Linked DNA regions of Mus musculus: regions 1 and 3 are each linked to region 2. Evidence: chromatin contacts called from public Hi-C data. All regions are on one chromosome and are shown on one strand. The core of a region is the stretch at or near the end of the contact, and the rest is flanking DNA. Distances in the headings are between cores, read along the strand shown.

What was found. A called contact is a pair of places that touch in the nucleus more often than the background predicts.
Region 1: a contact with region 2 is called in a Hi-C map of bone marrow-derived macrophages, with 26 read pairs. The contact joins two enhancer-like sites. A contact is called at or near these places in 1 of 15 datasets of contacts at CTCF or cohesin (large pre-B cells), 3 of 484 Hi-C or Micro-C datasets (the Ba/F3 cell line, bone marrow-derived macrophages and pancreatic cancer cells), 4 of 115 datasets of contacts at active chromatin or transcription factors (astrocytes, embryonic stem cells and stem cell-derived neural progenitor cells) and 4 of 9 other capture datasets (adipose tissue, embryonic stem cells, liver and 1 more).
Region 3: a contact with region 2 is called in a Hi-C map of bone marrow-derived macrophages, with 30 read pairs. The contact joins two enhancer-like sites. A contact is called at or near these places in 1 of 484 Hi-C or Micro-C datasets (bone marrow-derived macrophages), 8 of 115 datasets of contacts at active chromatin or transcription factors (the HPC-7 cell line, embryonic stem cells, epiblast stem cells and 1 more) and 1 of 9 other capture datasets (embryonic stem cells).

What each region holds. Positions count from the first base shown.
Region 1 is chr6:108,425,724-108,428,457 of GRCm38.p6, reverse strand. All of the region lies in intron 40 of Itpr1 (inositol 1,4,5-trisphosphate receptor 1), which reads right to left. Among named protein-coding and RNA genes, the nearest start is that of Gm35165, 46 kb to the left of the region's middle. Within about 2 kb of position 1,472, at least 158 of the 459 cell types and tissues checked have an H3K27ac peak or open chromatin away from gene starts, as enhancers often do. A contact at or near this core is called in bone marrow-derived macrophages, where this site is marked.
Region 2 is chr6:108,610,550-108,613,737 of GRCm38.p6, reverse strand. It overlaps 0610040F04Rik (RIKEN cDNA 0610040F04 gene), which reads left to right. Exons shown (of 7, transcript NR_104577.1): 3 at 524-606. Among named protein-coding and RNA genes, the nearest start is that of Bhlhe40, 48 kb to the left of the region's middle. Within about 2 kb of position 1,892, at least 12 of the 459 cell types and tissues checked have an H3K27ac peak or open chromatin away from gene starts, as enhancers often do. A contact at or near this core is called in bone marrow-derived macrophages, where this site is marked.
Region 3 is chr6:108,447,494-108,450,464 of GRCm38.p6, reverse strand. All of the region lies in intron 44 of Itpr1 (inositol 1,4,5-trisphosphate receptor 1), which reads right to left. Among named protein-coding and RNA genes, the nearest start is that of Gm35165, 24 kb to the left of the region's middle. Within about 2 kb of position 1,469, at least 159 of the 459 cell types and tissues checked have an H3K27ac peak or open chromatin away from gene starts, as enhancers often do. A contact at or near this core is called in bone marrow-derived macrophages, where this site is marked.

The DNA.
Region 1 (2,734 bases), core at 223-2,722, 180 kb after region 2:
GTTCCTCAGAAGTAGTAGTTGTTTGTTGTTATTATTATTATTATTATTTACTTTACTTGAATGGTGATGTTCCAGTGAACATTTTAAGTAATAACATTTTAAGATCTATATATTCTAGGTCTTATTTCTCCCTCATCATACATGCTGCTGACATCTCTAATCACAGCTGGTCGGTGGATGATGAACACGTCTAGTTATGAATCTGAAAACTGAGTACTGCCCCAGACTGCTTCATCATATTGCCCCTTTGATTAAAAGTTTCCCCAGAACTCTCAAAGATGTTCAGCAAAACATAATTTCGTAGAAACAAAGATCCAAATGAGTAACAAACATTTAAGAATAACTTAAACAGTAACTCAAGTTTCTGAGCCCTCAATGTCCTTGTTGGATGAGGCCAATAATCAAGGTATTATAACTGTGATGTCAACCAAGTAACGTGATATGTGCATAGAAGATGCCTGTGGGCTTGCTTCATATAAACAAGGCACCCTATTTCTTATGGAGGGATGCACATCTGTTATCACTCTTTGAACTTCTTAAAGAAAAGATACCTATATATGTCCTAGGTTACTCCTGGTGCTTTCGAGTCAGCAACCCTCCCGACCCCGTCTCTCTCTCTCTATCCAGCCCTTTTATATGAGTCTATTATAGGACCAGCACACAGTATGGCTGTGAATAGGCTTTGCTTTCTTCTGCCCTTAACCGGAATCCCTCTCTGGCCTCTGAGCATCCACCATTTTCTCTTCAATATAATGTCCACTTATGGACCATCTTGGCAGTAGTTGGACACAAGTCAAGACATGTATGATAGGCTCATATATCAGTACATCAAAAATAATTTATCATTTCTGGTTCCCTAAATCAGCACTCCGTTGCTTCTCAATCTACTTATAACCCTGGGAAAAGGAAACAAAACAAGAGTGAATGGGCTAGCAAGTCAGGGTCCATCTTTTATCAGACTTTGAAACCTCTTCATTGAGAGAAAAGAAATCTTTAAAAAAAAAAACCCAAACCAAAGATGGAAGGTTTTTTTTTTTTCTGAATTTAAATGGACAATTTTAAATATTCACATCTACAAATACAATTCTCATTTTAACTGCATTTGCTTTTAGAAATAAGGATAAGTTAAAAATTAAATGGCTCCACCCATGAACTTTGATGCATATCTTACAGAGAGGATTCATCAGAACTCAGTAGTGTGGTCCGTTAGTTAAAAAATGCAAACTGGCATGACGCAACTACACAACTTCAGTCATTCTGGAATAATCTCAGAAACAATAACAAAGAGAGTCCAAAGATTTGAAAAGGCCCTCAGCAGACTCCGCAGTGGCTTCTGTGTGCTGACAGCAGAGCTTGCTCTGTGGTTGCCAGTGTCTAACAGTAAACAGTCCTGCTGCACTTATTGGCAATTACTGCTGAAGGTCGCACATCAGCAGTGAGCTTAAATTCCAGGAAAAAAAGAAAGGGCTTATGTAACGGCTGCCTGAGGGTTGGCAGGTTCCCAACTCAGCAGTTTGCAGCAATGTAAGAAAGTAGGACGCCTCCACCGGGTCGGACGTCATGAGCGCGCCCCCTGAAGGTGAAAACTAGCAATTCCTAAGCGGCTGTCTGCACCCCTACCCCCACTCCCACCCTTCACATCCTGAATATTACAGACATTTTTGTCTGTGGCATCACTAGCTTGTAGGGGAGAGAAGTTTAGGTCACAATAAATAAAATCAGGCTACAGCTACTCTGGGTGACAAGGATATCTGTTGTGTTGTTTTGTTTTTTTTTTTCAATACAGGAAAGCAAAGTTGCAGTTGCCTGCTGTCACCAGGGTGACAGTAATTCAGTGAGGATGTCATATTAAGTGAAGAGGAATGGGCATGTCTGTTGAACTACAGCACACACTTTTAAAACACACAACTTAGTATCAAGGACAAAAATGAGGAAACCTAGATGGCCCACCCCATCATCCACTACTGCTGCCTAAACCCCAAGTATGTTCTTAAAAGGCATGGCACTTCCTAGTTTAGAAAAGTAGGTCCTGCCTTGAGGTTCCCCACTGCATTCTTGCCTGACCTCTGAAGTGACTACTTGCCCTTCTGACATATCGAGAAAGCCCCAGATAACATTTCCCCACAATTCCATGTATTTCTATCATGCTGCATGACAGGCTGGGGTAACTTTTCCATTAATTTGTATGGTCTCTAGCAGAGTCTCCAGCACGGCAGATACTATGTTTTTGGAGGCACATTGTATCAAACCCTTAACATAGTACCTGGAACCTAACAGATGCTTCCAGTGATAGAAATCAGGATCTTTAACATCAGCTGATGTCCATTTATGGCCAGTGAGGGAGCTTTCTGTATCTTGATCTTTATCTGCGGCTCCCTCTGTATAGTTACCCCTGGCAACTGTCAGAACCATAGGATACCAATACTCTGTGGCCCTGGCCCTTCTGATAACTGACTGGCCTTTGTCATCAGTCCAAGATTTTGGGGGGATGTATAGTCCCAAGCACACAAATGTAGCAATCCATGAAGCTTCACACACACAGTGCAGGTAGTTTTTCTATCCCCACCCCACCCTCACCCCCGCATCCACCCCTAGTTTGTTTCTCCTATCTCCAGTGAACAAGATCAAGTCGGGGTAAAGATAGAGACTGCCTCTCTTGCCAAGAAGCAAACACAAACACCGACACCCTCCTGTTCCTGGTGTCAATTAAAATTTTATTCTAGAGGGCAGCTGG
Region 2 (3,188 bases), core at 643-3,142:
TTAGATTTATCCAGTAACCTGAAACAATAGCCCAACACTGGATTCTACCATCTCTTTTAATTTTTCATTTCTTAGTTATTGTTTGTTTTTTAAGAATTTATTTACTATGTGGGGAGGGGGCAGGGGAGTTTGCAGCATACCATGGCATGCATGTGGAGATTAGAGGACAACTCAAGGGAGTCCATTCTTCACTTCCACCATGTGAGTCTCATGGATTAAATTCTGGTTGCCCGTCTTGGCAGCAAACACCTTTAACTACTGACTGTCTTACTCATCCCAAACACGTCTTTTATAGGGATGCCCCAGATGTAATAAGACCTATAAAATGCCAAGAGAAAACAGCATAAACAGCCGAGACTAATGAAGCCCATTTCCAGGTGGTGCCAGCCTTGTTGGAGTCTTTAGTGAATAGGGTGGGGTTGGGGGCATTGCAGAGAACTCTCATGGAGGTTAACAAAGGACATGGAACTGTTTCTTGAAGGCTGGCACTTATGTTTTGACCAGCAAGTCTCTTTCTTCTCAGACCTCTTGTGAAGATTCTCTTACCACGAGTTCAAGAAACCTGCAGCTTGTACAGCTTTTGCACCTTGGGTTAACCATTTAAATGTAGGTCATCTTAGCCAAAACAACTCTTACAACCTACCCTCTATTATTTAATCTGTTTTAGATTGTATTTCCTGTGTTTGTATACGAACAACTTATTTGAAAGTAGTTGGAATTGTTTGTACAAATATATTCTCTGTCCAAAGATAAAGGGGAATGAGTTTGGAGCAATACAGATAGCAACAGGAAATATGATGATCTGGTGGGGAATTAGCTTAGCCAGTAAAGTATAAGCCATGCAAGCGTTGGGGACCTAGAGTGGATCCTCTGAATCCAAGTACATAAGCCTGCTGAGTTGGCATACATTTGGAATGCCAGTGCTGGGTAGGCAGACCGGGTAGATCCTTGGACCCTCTGCCCAGCAAGCCTGGCTTATTGGGGATATCTAGGCCAGTGGGAGACCCAGTCTCAAGGAAGAAAATGAAGATAACAGGGTAGACAGCAACTGAGGAGCAACACCCAAAGTTGCTCACTGTGTTGTCCAGGCTGGCCTCAACTTCACCATAATCATCCTGCTTCAGTCACCCAAAGTGCTGGGATTACAGCCAGGAGCCACCACATCGAAATTTGAATATTCACTTTTAAAACACCCGCCATTCACCCACTGAGTCCAGTAGTCAGGTTGCTTAACCTCTCCAGTGATTTGCTGATTTACATTTTCCGGTATCCTGTTGTTTATCCAGTTAATATCTATCCTCACAGGCTGTATTTTGCTCTCACAGAAAGTACTGGGAAGTCTGCTACCCTTAGTAATTTGCTGCCCTAGGCAACTGCTTGTTTGGGCTCAGTTCTCCCAGCTGGAGTCATTGTTCCAACTTATTTGTACGGTAAGTTGTTTCTTAGGTCCCTGCCTGCCTATTCTCAGAGCTCACAGGGTAGGCCTTGGTATTATTATTATTATTTTTATTTTTGTACTTAGCAATTATGTTCTTTTATAAACTAACTAATGGGAAGAAAAATGAGCTATCAGACTGGGAGGAAAGTGTTTAAATTGTTGTCATTGCTTGTTGGTGGGTAAAGTGCTTGGATGGAACATTCTAGTTGTCTACGTGGATGATGCTCATCTGTGGTTCCCAGGAATGGTCCTGCATCCTCAGCTTCCTCCTCTCTTCAGGTGTTCTGTGTCATTTATTTTTCTGTGGCCATGATAGAATACCCCAGCATTCAGCAAGTTACAGGAGAAAGGGTTTATTATGGCTTACAGTCCATTGCCTCAGGGGAGGCATGGCACCAGGCATGTGAGGCTGATCCTCCGCACACGGTAAGCTGAGAGAGAAGAGGAAGTGGGGCCAGATGGAGAGACAGGAAGTAGTCAAAGAATGGCCAGTGCCAGCAAAGAAACTTGACTGAGCAGTGTCTACAATCATTGCCTGTGATTTTTTTTTTAAAGTTACCATCTGCTTGCTAATAATGTTTTAAAAATCAGGACCCGAATTCAACCCCTCCAGATTGTTTGTTTAAAATTATTTGGTCTATCTAACAAGTGGTGAGAAATTACCAGGAGCTCCGAGAGAAAACTCCATAATTCATTCACACAGACTCGACGGTTTAAATTAGGCAAACGTATCATCACATTTATTTTAGTCCGTTTTCTTCTCTTGTTTTGATCTGCTGTTTGACTTTTTTGCCTTGCCAACCCAGATTCAACTGTCTGTAAAGACATCTCGCTATCACTTAAAAATCAGCTCTTTTTCCTTAGCTAATCTTGTACTCGGAAGAATTAAGACAATATTGCCTAGCTGTACTGTTGACTCACGTGCAACCCATAGAAAGCTAAATTGCTTTCATGTGGCTGATTAGGTTTTATAGCAATGTCCCTGATGAACATATGCTCTTTCGAAATTGACAATAATTCTATCAGTTTAAACATTTTAGTCTCTGTAATATAGGATATGTACAATGCACAGAAGATAAATTTTTATTTATTTATTTTTGGTGGGGGTGGGGTGGGGTGGGGGTGGGGCAGGGTGTTGTTTTTGTTCTTTGAGACAAGATCTTTCTACTTAGTCCTAGCTACCCTGGAATTCACCATGTAGACCAGGTTGGCCTGAAACTCACCAAAAAATCTGCTTGCTTCTGCCTCCAAAATGCTGGGATTGAAGATGTATACTACCGCGCCTGAAAATTGTTATATAACTTTAAAATGCATATTTGTGTCAAAGGGGTTTTATTGAATAGTATACTTTAGGAAAAGAAAGTATAAATCTGCAAAAGCTGATTTCTAAAGGACATAGTCTTTTTTGTTATGACTGTAACAAAATACTCAAGGCTGGGATGATGCATAAAGATAAGAGGTTTACTTTGGCTTGTGATTTCAAAAGTCTAAGAGCATGGTACCAACATCTGTCTGGCTTTTCGTGAGGACTGGGTGCTGTCTGTGTGTGTGAAACACAAGTGTACAAAAAGAATAAAAATACAAGACAGAGTTTGTATGTGTGCACACATGGGTATCAGGCTTGTTTAGTTATAACCAGCTCTCATGAGAACTAACCCCCTTTTTTTTTTTTTTTAAGTTTTTTGAGTCTGTAAACTGGAGCTCATTCTATAGACCAAACTGGTCTTGAACTCAGAAATTTGGCTGCCTC
Region 3 (2,971 bases), core at 220-2,719, 160 kb after region 2:
TTATTTGCTGCTCTTTAGTCATGCAGAGACTGCAGAATTTGAGTGTTCCTTCAGATGTCTGGTCTTAGAACTCTATTCAAGCCTCTGGGTTTTACGGGAAGGGAGGAGAACAGGACTTTGCTCTTTATCCTTTCTCGCCTTTTAATTTTCTTTGTGGATGGCCAGAAGAGCTGATATATGTAAAATTCTTCTTCTGTCTGTCGTGGGATTTTACCATTCAGGAAGGAACAATATCAGGTCTCTACTATCTCTAGAAGGACTATCCCCATGAGCTGTGCTTCTTCCTAATAACACAACTGTCAGTCTTGGATGAATAAGCCTGGCGATTTTTAAAGCAGTGTCTTGGCTTAACAGCCAAATTGAATGCTTTTAGACCTACACACTGCCAAAGGTTGTCACTTAGGCAGACTCACTAACAATCAGAATAGAGCTCTGAGAGTTCACATTGTCAGTAAGTCAGGTCAGTGCTTGAGCGTGGGAACTGCGGAGTGTTTCACACACATATGGAAGCTGGAGAAGGACATTAGGCATCCTTTTCTATCCATCTCCACTTTGTTCCTTTGACAGCCTTCCATTAAGCCTAGAGCTTGGTGTTGACCATCAAGCCACTGAGACACTGACTCCGCCCCTCACAGTGCTTAGGTGAGAGGAACACGTGTGACTACATGCTCATGAGAACTCATGCTTGCCTAATAGCACTCTGATGCACTGAGCCATCTCTTCAGCCCCAACAGTAGCTCTTTTTGAATTATGGCTGTCTATGAGAGCAGGATTTAGGCCAATAATCCAAAGGACTTCTGCTCAATGACACCTGATTTCCTAGAGAACGACAGGAGGACAATACGCTCACATGTCAAAGGCACTGGAGGGAGGGAAAAGAAAAAGGCTGAACCAGCGGAAAAGAATATCATCTCTCTTCTGCTCATTTGGCATGGCTACCAGCATAAGAAGTTATACACCAAAGGCAATCATATTTCCTAACTTTCTGGATGTTCAAAATTATCTTAAATATATAGTCAGAAAGGTTTAAGTAAGGTAGTGAGAGAAAGCAAAACAGCCTACAGACCTCTCTGGGTGATAAACCACTTCACAGAAACAAACAAACAAACAACCAGACATGTTTGACAGAAATCAAGGCTAATAAATGAAGCCTGTCTTGAAATGACAAGCAACTTCCTGAAACAATAGAAACTAATATCCGAATGTCTTAAGAGCTTGGAGGAGTTGAACGCCACACAAGGCACCTTCTGGGACTCAGCAGGGGCCCTGAGAGGCAGCACCTGTCAGCAGCTTGCTCACCAGGTGAGCAACTAGGTAAAGAAAGGTAAGGCACTTTGGCTGGAGGCCTGAAGAAAGGGCATTTCTTGGGTCAAGCACTTTTCCCCTCTTGCTATTTGTTTAATCTTCTGGAGAGTTCCACAATGGACTTTGTTTTCCAACCCCCATTAGGGAAGAGAAACCTTCAAATTCAAAGTTACTAAAGGCTGACAAGGGCACAGCTGGATTCCAATGTCCCACTCAGGAGGTCAGAGCCCTTTGTGTGACAGGTCGCCTTTCAAGGCTCTCTCCCAAATCTCTGCATATTTATACACTGATTCTCAGGACTCACAGGTGGACCCTAGATGTGGTGGTATTTTTTTTGCAAGTGTAAGTGGCCTCACTGTTCAGATCCCTCTAGTTGACTGGCATGCACAGTTCTGGGAGTGGGGTGGGATATGCCCCATGGAGATGCCAGGCTGTTTTTATCAGTCTCAATGCCAAAAACCACCTATAAGTCCCTACATGTTGCGGGAGAACAGTCCCTGACTCTGGGGTTAGCTCACTTCTTTCCACATGGATAAAACCTGAGGTTAGAAAACACCACTTGAAAGTGACTCATTTCTAACTCCCCTGCCAAAAACAACACCCATTTACGCAACTCCCTCACACAGCAGACTCTTCCTCCTCTTCAGGGTGACTGCCCTATCAAACTGAGGCGGATCTCCCTACAAGCTGCCCTTCTGTTCATTACCAGAGATTCAAATCACACTATTCTACATGCATCTATCTTTCTGTGATGGGGGGGGGGGGGAGGGAGGAAGGGGGTCGCAGACAGTCAAAGCAATGAGTTCCTCCCACGCTGTGCTCTGCAGTGATAGGTCCAGATAGCGTACGATGTCATATCCCAGACCGGCTGGGACTCATTTCTTAACCCAACCTTCAAAAGTGGTCGGGGAAAGGCCCCATGAATCAGGGAACTCTCTCTTTTCAGCTGAACTCACAGCTTGGTTTCTGGACTCAGAGCACCTCATATTTTCCACCTCTAACTGTGTACGTGCAGAGGGAAAACTTTCATTGGGTGTGTCTGTAACCCAGACCTTGGCAGAGGAATAGCCGTGGGCAGTCACTTGATATATGAAAATCACTGTGCTTCTGCAAATGGAGGCAAGTATTCCAAGAGGAAAAAAAAATTATCCCCTTAGTTTGCTACAGAGTGCTACATCCCTCTCCAAACATCTGTATCAGCTTTTAACCTTTTAAAGTCATGGAAGTTCATAGACAGATTTTCTTCCTCCACATTCCAGGTAAGGACAACCCCTGTCCTCTGCGGGGAAGAGGACACGAAGGGAACTCCCCCCCCCCCCCCACACACACACCCCGGGTGCTGGTGGGAACATCTTAGTAGGAAGGAACACAGAAGTTGGCACGGGCGTGAAGGACGGATATACAGACAGCACCATGAGGCTTACTGAGTGCTGTGTGTGCCAGAAATTAATTCATAAGCAAATGCTTATTTTATAGTTTCCCACTTGCGACAAAACATCGAGCAGAAAGGAAATATTTCTTCTGGGGGCTGGCACTGGATCAGGGACAAAGCAGCAGGAAGCAGGCTTCAAGATAAGCCTGATCTCCCACTGCCTGACAAGTGTGTCACCCATCCAGAAAGCTCAAGGGCTGTGCAACCATCTTCACGCTCCTGTAAACAGAGCTG